2 separate regions of the Sus scrofa genome follow, and region 1 is linked to region 2. The links are chromatin contacts, called in public HiChIP or PLAC-seq maps. All regions are on one chromosome and are shown on one strand. Each heading gives the region's core, a stretch centred on a gene start, on an enhancer-like site or on the middle of the called end of the contact. The rest is flanking DNA. Distances are from core to core; before and after follow the strand shown. Region 1 holds the start of RPL26L1 (ribosomal protein L26 like 1). Region 2 holds the start of CREBRF (CREB3 regulatory factor).

Evidence for each region. HiChIP or PLAC-seq counts read pairs in DNA pulled down with a chosen protein or histone mark.
Region 1: a contact with region 2 is called in an H3K27ac HiChIP or PLAC-seq map of alveolar macrophages. The contact joins the promoter of RPL26L1 here to the promoter of CREBRF in region 2. A contact is called at or near these places in 2 of 5 promoter capture datasets (fetal skeletal muscle and liver), 11 of 47 Hi-C or Micro-C datasets (adipocytes, alveolar macrophages, heart right ventricle and 3 more) and 2 of 2 datasets of contacts at active chromatin or transcription factors (alveolar macrophages and skeletal muscle).

What each region holds. Positions count from the first base shown.
Region 1 is chr16:51,274,882-51,278,865 of Sscrofa11.1, reverse strand. It overlaps RPL26L1 (ribosomal protein L26 like 1), which reads left to right and starts at 2,174. Exons shown (of 4, transcript NM_001141990.2): 1 at 2,174-2,213; 2 at 2,597-2,772. The coding sequence starts at 2,605.
Region 2 is chr16:51,208,578-51,212,514 of Sscrofa11.1, reverse strand. CREBRF (CREB3 regulatory factor) reads left to right here and starts at 1,709. Exons shown (of 9, transcript XM_013990647.2): 1 at 1,709-1,863.

The DNA.
Region 1 (3,984 bases), core at 925-3,424, 66 kb before region 2:
AGATAAAATTGACCTATAACATTGTGGAAGTTTAAGGTGTACATGTTAATTTAATACAGTCACATATTTCCTAACGGCTGCCCAGTCTCCTGCAGACAGCCCAGGTGTAGCCATCTCCCACCCCCGCCCCAGTCTGAAGGTCAGAGGGCTCCAACACTGACTTCAGAGGGTCTGGAAGGAAACCTAAAAGCAGCACGTCCAGAGATCAAGCCAGATGCCCTTGTCGATCATGGATCATGAGTAGGAGTAAATGCTGGTCTTTCACCATTTCATCACCATATGTCAGGGAACACTCAAACTGGGAGAGAACAGGGGACCCGCCTGAGTCTGGCAAGGCATCCCCTCCTCTGAATTTCAGGATGCCCATCTGTTAACTGAGCACCACAAATCCTTTTATCTGGCATCTGGCGCAAAGTAGGTGCTAAATAGATATAAACGGAATGAATGAATCAATTCCTTCAATGAATCAATCACTGAGCCTCCTGCACAGCGGAGCCTGGACTGGAGACCTTTCGCTTTCAAGGGCCGCGCACAGGGAATCTCAGCTCTCAGAGGCCTCCGGTGCTCTGCGTTGTCTTCCGCGGGGCGACGCCAGGCGGGGACAAGGACCGCAGGACAGAGTGGGTGGGGCAGTGACGACCAATCCGCAGGCGCGCTGGGCCGCGGAGCACCGGCGGCACTAGCCGGCTCTTACAGACTTTCAGGGAGTTACTAGCCGGCTCTTACAGACTTTCAGGGAGTTAAAAAAGGAGAGAGTACAACCCGAGCTTCAGTTTGCATGACGCATCGCACGTGTTTACACTAAACAAGGAAAGCTTACAGTTGGCGTCATTGGGAGTTAAAGGCAAAAGTCTGACTCTGGTGAAGTCTGGTGAGGTCTGGCCTCAGGGCTGACCTGGAGCAAGCCCCATACAGAGGCCTCTGCTCTCAGGAGGAATAATTGCTGGCTGTAATTGAGCGCTGTGTGCCAGTGTTCTAAACACATTAAACGGTGTAATTCATTTAGTCCTCATATCAACTCTATGAGACAGCCACTAAGATCATCCCGGTTTCACAGATAAGGAAACGGGTTCAGAAACGTGGAGTCAATTCCCCAAGGACAGGCAACATGAAGAGGCACTTGGGTCCAAGTCTCACTCTACAGCCCTGGCTCTTATAAATGGGCTTAAAAACTGGGGCGGGAGGGGGGCAGTTTTTGCAAATCCAAGTGATTGTGTCGCAATGACCCTCAAATATTGGTGCGCCTCAAAAATCTTTGGTGAGGAGCAGTGCTTGCTTTAAATTCAGGGTCTGTGACCCTGACCCAACACTGTCTGGTTTTGTAGGGCTGTGGTGGAACACGATAATCTGCATTTTGAAGACGTTTCTCAGTGATTTAGAAGCAATTCAGGAATTCCCCTCATGGTTCAGCGGAAGTGAATCTGACTAGGAACCACGAGGTTGTGGGTTCGGTCCCCGGCCCCGCTCAGCGGGTTAAGGATCTGGCGTTACGGTGAGCTGTGGTGTAGGTCGAAGACGTGGCTCGGATTCGTGGCTGTGGTGTAGGCCTGGCAGCTGTAACTCCGATTAGACCCCTAGCCTGGTAACTGACATATGCAGCGGCCCTAAAAAGCCAAAAAATAAAATAAAGAAATAAAAAATACTTCAGCCAATTGCATCTAGAGCATCATGATGGTAAATCGATATGGCTAGACAAAGAGTTTGGGGAAGGAGAGAGACTATAGATAATGCATGTATTCAAAGAACATCAATGAGGACTCTATTGCAGACCCTGCAAAAGTTCTCCTTGTTGTTTCCGCTGTGGCAGAGTGGGTTAAGAATCCAACTGCAGAGGTGCAGGTTTGATCCCTGGCCCTTGCAGTGGGTTAAAGGATTCCAGGCCACCCAAAGGGTAGATTGCATGTGCAGCTTGGATACAATCCCTGGCCAGGGCACTTCCATATGCCGCAGGTGAGGCCTTTTAAAAAAAGAAAGAAAAGAGGAGGGGGTGGGGGTCCTTGCCCCAATGGTGCCAACTCACCGAGGTTCCCAGTATGACCCCCTGAAGCCGCCCAGCATTCCCATCCCACTGCGATCCCACCCCAATCCACAGGGGGTGCTATTCACTTTCCTTCCGACCGGAACGGAGCTTTGCTTTCCTTCTGCGCTTGCGCAGCAAGGAAGCCTCACTTCCGGCCCTGAGCAGCGCATCGTCTGAGCTCTGACGGCGCCAGGTAGGTGTATAGCGGCTGGCATTTTCTAGTTTTGTGAAGCCCTTTGCTTCCTTGGACCCCTGCCCTACGTGGTCAGGGGCTGCCCGCTCCCCTTAGACCTCACTGCATGATCCGCAGCCTTGCATTCTCCAGCCCGAGCCCTCCTTCCTCAGACTCAAGGGCCCAGTTCCTCCCTCCCCCCACACCCCACTAATGAAGCACGCACCCCTCTCGGACTTCGTAACCGGTGTAACGTCCAGGCGCCTCTCTTCTCCCCCCTCCTCTCCTTCCGAGGCTCTGTCCCTAGAGCTCTTATGCGGTGATGGGGAGAGGTGTCGCGGGTGGAGTGCAGGCCTTGGGGCCCTAGTGAAGGTTCCTTGCTCTCTCCCTGCTTCTCTTTGCAGAGGTCACCATGAAGTTCAACCCCTTCGTGACTTCGGACCGCAGCAAAAACCGCAAACGTCATTTCAATGCCCCCTCCCACGTGCGCAGGAAGATCATGTCGTCTCCACTCTCCAAGGAGCTGCGGCAGAAGTACAACGTTCGCTCCATGCCCATCCGCAAGGACGACGAGGTCCAGGTAGGAGTCCGCCGGGCTCTAGTTACCCAGCAGTTTGGCGCTCGGGCTCCGTCGTTGACTGCGTGTGTTTGGACATAAAGTAGTAATTTTAGATTCACATCTTCCCGGGATCCTGGCAAGTAACGTGACCCTGAGATGTGTTAGACCAAAGAAGGAGCCCAGAGCCACCAAAGAACACCTATCTAGCCTAAATAAGAGGATTCCAATTCGGTTCTAATTCGGAAAAATATATTGTGCCAGCCAAAGGAAACTGCTTTTTTATGTAGTCCAGAGGCTGCTAGTTTGCCAGGCATTGCTCAGGGTGGCTCTTCGAACCAGACTTTGCAGGGGAGAATGGTGTGATAAAAGTGAAGTTTTGGTATCGTAAGCTTTAGTGGAAGCTGGGCATTTGGTGGTGCTGGATTTGGCAGGGAGAATGGAGAAGCAGCAGAAAGTCGGGGCCTGAAATTGTGAGAGTATGGCCCAAATGAGAAAGTATAAGCCTCCCCTTCTCTAACTGGAGCTTGGGGTTAGGATGTGTGGTAGGGAAGGGGAAGTAGAGGTGAGTAAGTAGGCAGAGGCTGTAGTCAGTCCTTGAAGAAATACTAACTGAGCACTCACCCAGGCACTGTTCTCTAGTAAACGAGCTGTGAACAAGGCCCACAAGGCCTTGTTACCATCAAGCTCACATGTTATTTATTTATTTGGTCCTTTTTTTTTTTTTTTTTTTTTTTTTTTTTTTTTTTTAAAGGGCTGCACCTGGGGCATATCGAAGTTCCCAGGCTAGGGTTCCAGTCAGAGCTGCAGCTGCCGGCCTACACCACAACAATGCTAGGCCTGAGCCACATCTGCAGCCTACACCGCAGCTTGTGGCAACACCAGATCCTTAACCCACTGAGCAAGGCCAGGGATGGAACCCATGCCTTCATGGATACCAGTCGGGTTTGTTACTGATGAGCCACGACGGGAACTCCCGAGTTCACATTTTGGAACAAGGTTTCCCAGCCTCAGCCTATTGACTTCTTGGGCTGGATAATTCTTTGCTGGGCTGAGCCCTCCTGTGCACTGTAGGATGTTGAGCCACATCCTTGGCCTCTCCCCACTAGGTGCCAGTAGCACCCCCTCATAGTTATGACCAGCAGAGACATTTCCAGATATTGCCAAATGTCCCTAAGGCACAAAATCCACCCCTGCCAACCCCTTCTATTGAGGACTGTCGTTTTAGAGAGTGAA
Region 2 (3,937 bases), core at 460-2,959:
TGTGTGGTAGGGAAAATACTGATTCCTTCGTTGGGTATCGAGACCCTAAAGCATTTTGAAGGATACAGAGATTAGGTATCCTTTTACTTTCCTCTTTGGTATCTACATATACTTACCTTTTAATATCCTTCAAAAGTATTATTTTAGTAGCTGTTAAACTGCTGAAGGCTAGAGTTAGAGTTATCCTTACTTGCTATTTAAAAGTCTGCCACAGATCTTCCAAATTATGTCTCTCAAACAATCCAATAATACTATCGTTCATTAAGCACTTACTCTATTTGAAGCACTGTGGTTAATACTTTATACGAATTTTTTCACTCACTTCTCACATCCACCACATGAGGGTTAAACCTTTGTGAGGAGCCTCACAAAGGTTAAATAATGTGTGCTAGTTCACACATTGATAGAGCAAGGATTCAAATCCACGTTGCTATTCAACCAGTATTCAATGACTGCCTGTGTGGCAGGCGTGAAAGAGGGTAAACAATGCCAGCTAGGAGTTCCCTTGTGGCACAGAAAGTTAAAGATTCAGCAATGTCATTGCAGCAGCCGGTGGGGGGCGGGGGGGGGTTGGGGCAGTTCGATCCCTTGTGAGGGAACTTCCACATGCCGTGGGCGTGAAAAACAAACAAACAAAAAATACACAACATGGGCTAGCCCTTGTGCTCTTGAAACTTAGGACCTATAAAAGTCTTTCTGGTTCAAAAGTCCGTGGTTTTGACATTACTACTTATCCCTATCTGTGCAAAGAGGAGCCACTTTTTCAAAGGCAATTTGAGAACTCCTAAGACAAAACTGGTATCTAAAGGAATCTGGACAAGCATTTCTGTTCCCCAGTACTCCTTTATGCTTACTAAAATTAGATTTCTGTTCTGTGCTCAGAAGATAAATTTTGTGCTCTTAAGACGTATAAAGAGCAATCTGGAAGCATAGGCTGTGATGACAGACCTGCGTTCTAGTCCCAACTGGATCATTTACAAATTGCCCGACCTTGAGCGAGTAATTTAACCTCTCTGAGCCTTAATTTATGAAAAATTGCTATATTACCACTGAATGTTATTATTTATAGAATCAGGGACCACACACACACAATCACTCAAGTCCACGTGTTACGAAGGCTTGTTTGTATAGGTGGTTCTACCAGCATTCTGTTTGGTTGTGTATGGATCGCACCATTAAAGGTGCATGAAATCTGGTTAATTCCAGGGTCTGGAACATACGTGCACAATAAGTATTAGTTGAAAGAACGAACGAACAACTCAAGGCAAGATCAGTCTGTAAGAGAACTAGGAGGTTCAGACGTGGAGAACATTCATAAAACAGAAAGTAGATACATTCTCCTTTCTAAGTTAACGCTCTGTTTTCGTAGCTCCTTTCACGTTTCAGTAAACTGTAAAATGGGCATATGGGCACTTTAGGCCTCGCCGCGCAGTTGTGAGATTAGATAAAATGCTGGACGTGAAAGCATTTGTAAACCAACATCCCCCACGAACATGAGTGTAGCTCGGTATCCGAGACAGCCCACGCCTACGCTACACTGGCGGGCGCCGAGCCCCAGCTCCGCCCCCTCTTCCTGGTTTTTCCCGGCAACCCGCCCCTCCGGCGTCATGTGACAGAGGTGCCCTGCCGGACCGAGCTCCTGATTGGCCCGGCTGCAGAACGCCTCGCGATTGGCCCAAGGCCGGCGGGCCCCCGCCTCCCTCCTCCTCCTCGCCGCGGCCCACGTGAGGGGGGCGAGTCACGCGATTTCCGGGAACCCGTCAGGAAGGACATAAACAAAACAAACCCGAGGCAGCATGGAGAGGGGCCGCGGCCCCTGCAGCGGAACCGGACCCAGCCCCTGAGCCGCCCCCACATCCACAGGTGAGCTCCGCTGCCCGCCGCCCAGAGCCCGCTGGGACCTGGGCTGAGGGACGAGCCGGGTGGGGGGCGGAGGAGGACCGCTGGCCTAGGACGCGACAGCGCCGGGTCTCTGGGCCCGGCCGGCGCGGGGCGGGGGCCGGGACCAAGGCCGAGTCTGGCGGCGCGCGGGCCTCAGGCTGCCGCCTGCCGGTCACGGGGGCTCTGGCTCCCCTCCCCCACCCCCGGCCCGGGACGGTTATATAAAAGCGCGGGGCGGCAGTAGAGGGACCCATGGGCGGGAGACAGGCTAGGCCAGGAGTGGGCAGTGCCGGGCGTCCGCCCTGCCAGGCCGCTCGGCCCTTCACCCCTGCCTCGGAGCCTGGGGCCGTGGCTGCCGGCAACCGGCCTGTCAGAGAAGCGAGCGGGTGGGAGGGGCCGGGGAAGGGAGGGGAGGCGAGGCTGGCGGGGGAGGAGGAGAGAGAGAGGGGCGTGTGAGGAAGGGCCGGGGCCACGAAGCTTGGAACCAGGCTGGCAGGGGAGACGAAGAGGCGCGGGCTGGGGGTGGGGGTGGGGTCCAGGCAGGGGTGTCTCGGGGTAGCCGCTCCCCCTTCTCTTCCCCGCCCCGGCGACGCGCTAGAGGGGCCTCCCTCCCGGGATTTGTTTATATGTCTTCTCAAAGCAGCTTGAAGCGGCTTGGAGGCGGAGCTTTCGGCGCCGAGTGGCAGCACGTGCTATCCAATCGGGCATGCGGACGGAGGCGGCCGCACCAATGGGCATGGGGGAGGCGGTGCTGCGGGCTCCCCAATTTGTTAGGCTGTGCCGGGGGTGGGCCGGGTGGGGCGGCCATGTTAGATGGGAGGGGACCGGTGGCGGTGGGTCACAGAGATGGGAGGAGACAGGGCAAAGGGCGAGGGAGCCGGGCCGGGGGCGTTTCGGGTGTCCGAAGGCGAGTCTGATCCGACCAGGAAGTAGCTCAGGGGAGCCTGACCCCGACCCACCGCTTTCCCCACCCGAGCCGAGGCGGCAGGGAAGTACCGAGGGCAGTCTAGCCGCCCCTTGGGGGTGGTTCCTGGGACCAGATGCAGCTCAGTCTCTGGATTCTCCCTCTTTCTCGGCCTTACGCTTCCTGACAAACCCGGCCTCCAAACCTTGTAAATGCCCTCCTTTAACCCAAGAAAGCAAATCTTTTTCGCTGTTTCTGAGCAAGCTTGAGCTTTAAGAATGCCTTAAGAAGGTACTTGGATAAATAGCGGTCTTTTTGCCCCAGGCCTCAGATGGAAGCAGGCAGTAAGAAGGAAGTTGTGCTTTTCTGGAAAAGAAAATCAGGACTAGAAAAGCCGAGAAAGTTAAGGGCTGGGCGGAGTCTCCATTTTTTTCATCTGGATACCTTCTAAAGATCAGGCTCCTCGTGCTTGCCCTAGTCTTAGTAGTAATTTGCTCCTCCTGCTTATATAAATTGGTAGCTCACTTAAATCAGCTTCATGAGAAAACTAAGCATTGAGAACATTATATAGGTTTGAAGGTTCTTTAGGATTCTGTCCTGCGAATACCCTGCAGGTGAGAAAAAGGATCAAGATCTGACATTTCTTTTAGGAAAAAAAAAAAAAAAAAAAGGCAGAAAAGTAGACTTCTAAATCTATGCTAAACTGGTTGTCACTTGATTGCACTTTAAAATATTTTTCCCGTTTTCTTTTAATCCAAAATAGCTAGGAGAAACACCAAAGATGAACGAGGAAACGGTATGAGTAATTACTAGAAAATCGCGTATTTTACTGTTTCATGATTATTTTGGCATCATATCGGCCCGTACTGGATGCTTAGTTTTATGGTAAGGTCACTTTACAACCTGTGACTGCATCGTTGTTGTCAAGGGTACCAGGCTGTTGATGCTTCTTTGGTTAAGTACTTACAGTTAGCAACACACCTTAGGTATGTCTTGCAGGGACTATTCAAGAGTTGACTGTGTTTATTTAGGAATTTGCATTGTCTGCTATTTTGTTAACTGGAGAAACATAATAATTGGTGAATAAATGATTTATTGATTTCTGTATTAATTTGATGTGACTGACTTAAAATTCTGTTACGAATGATGTAT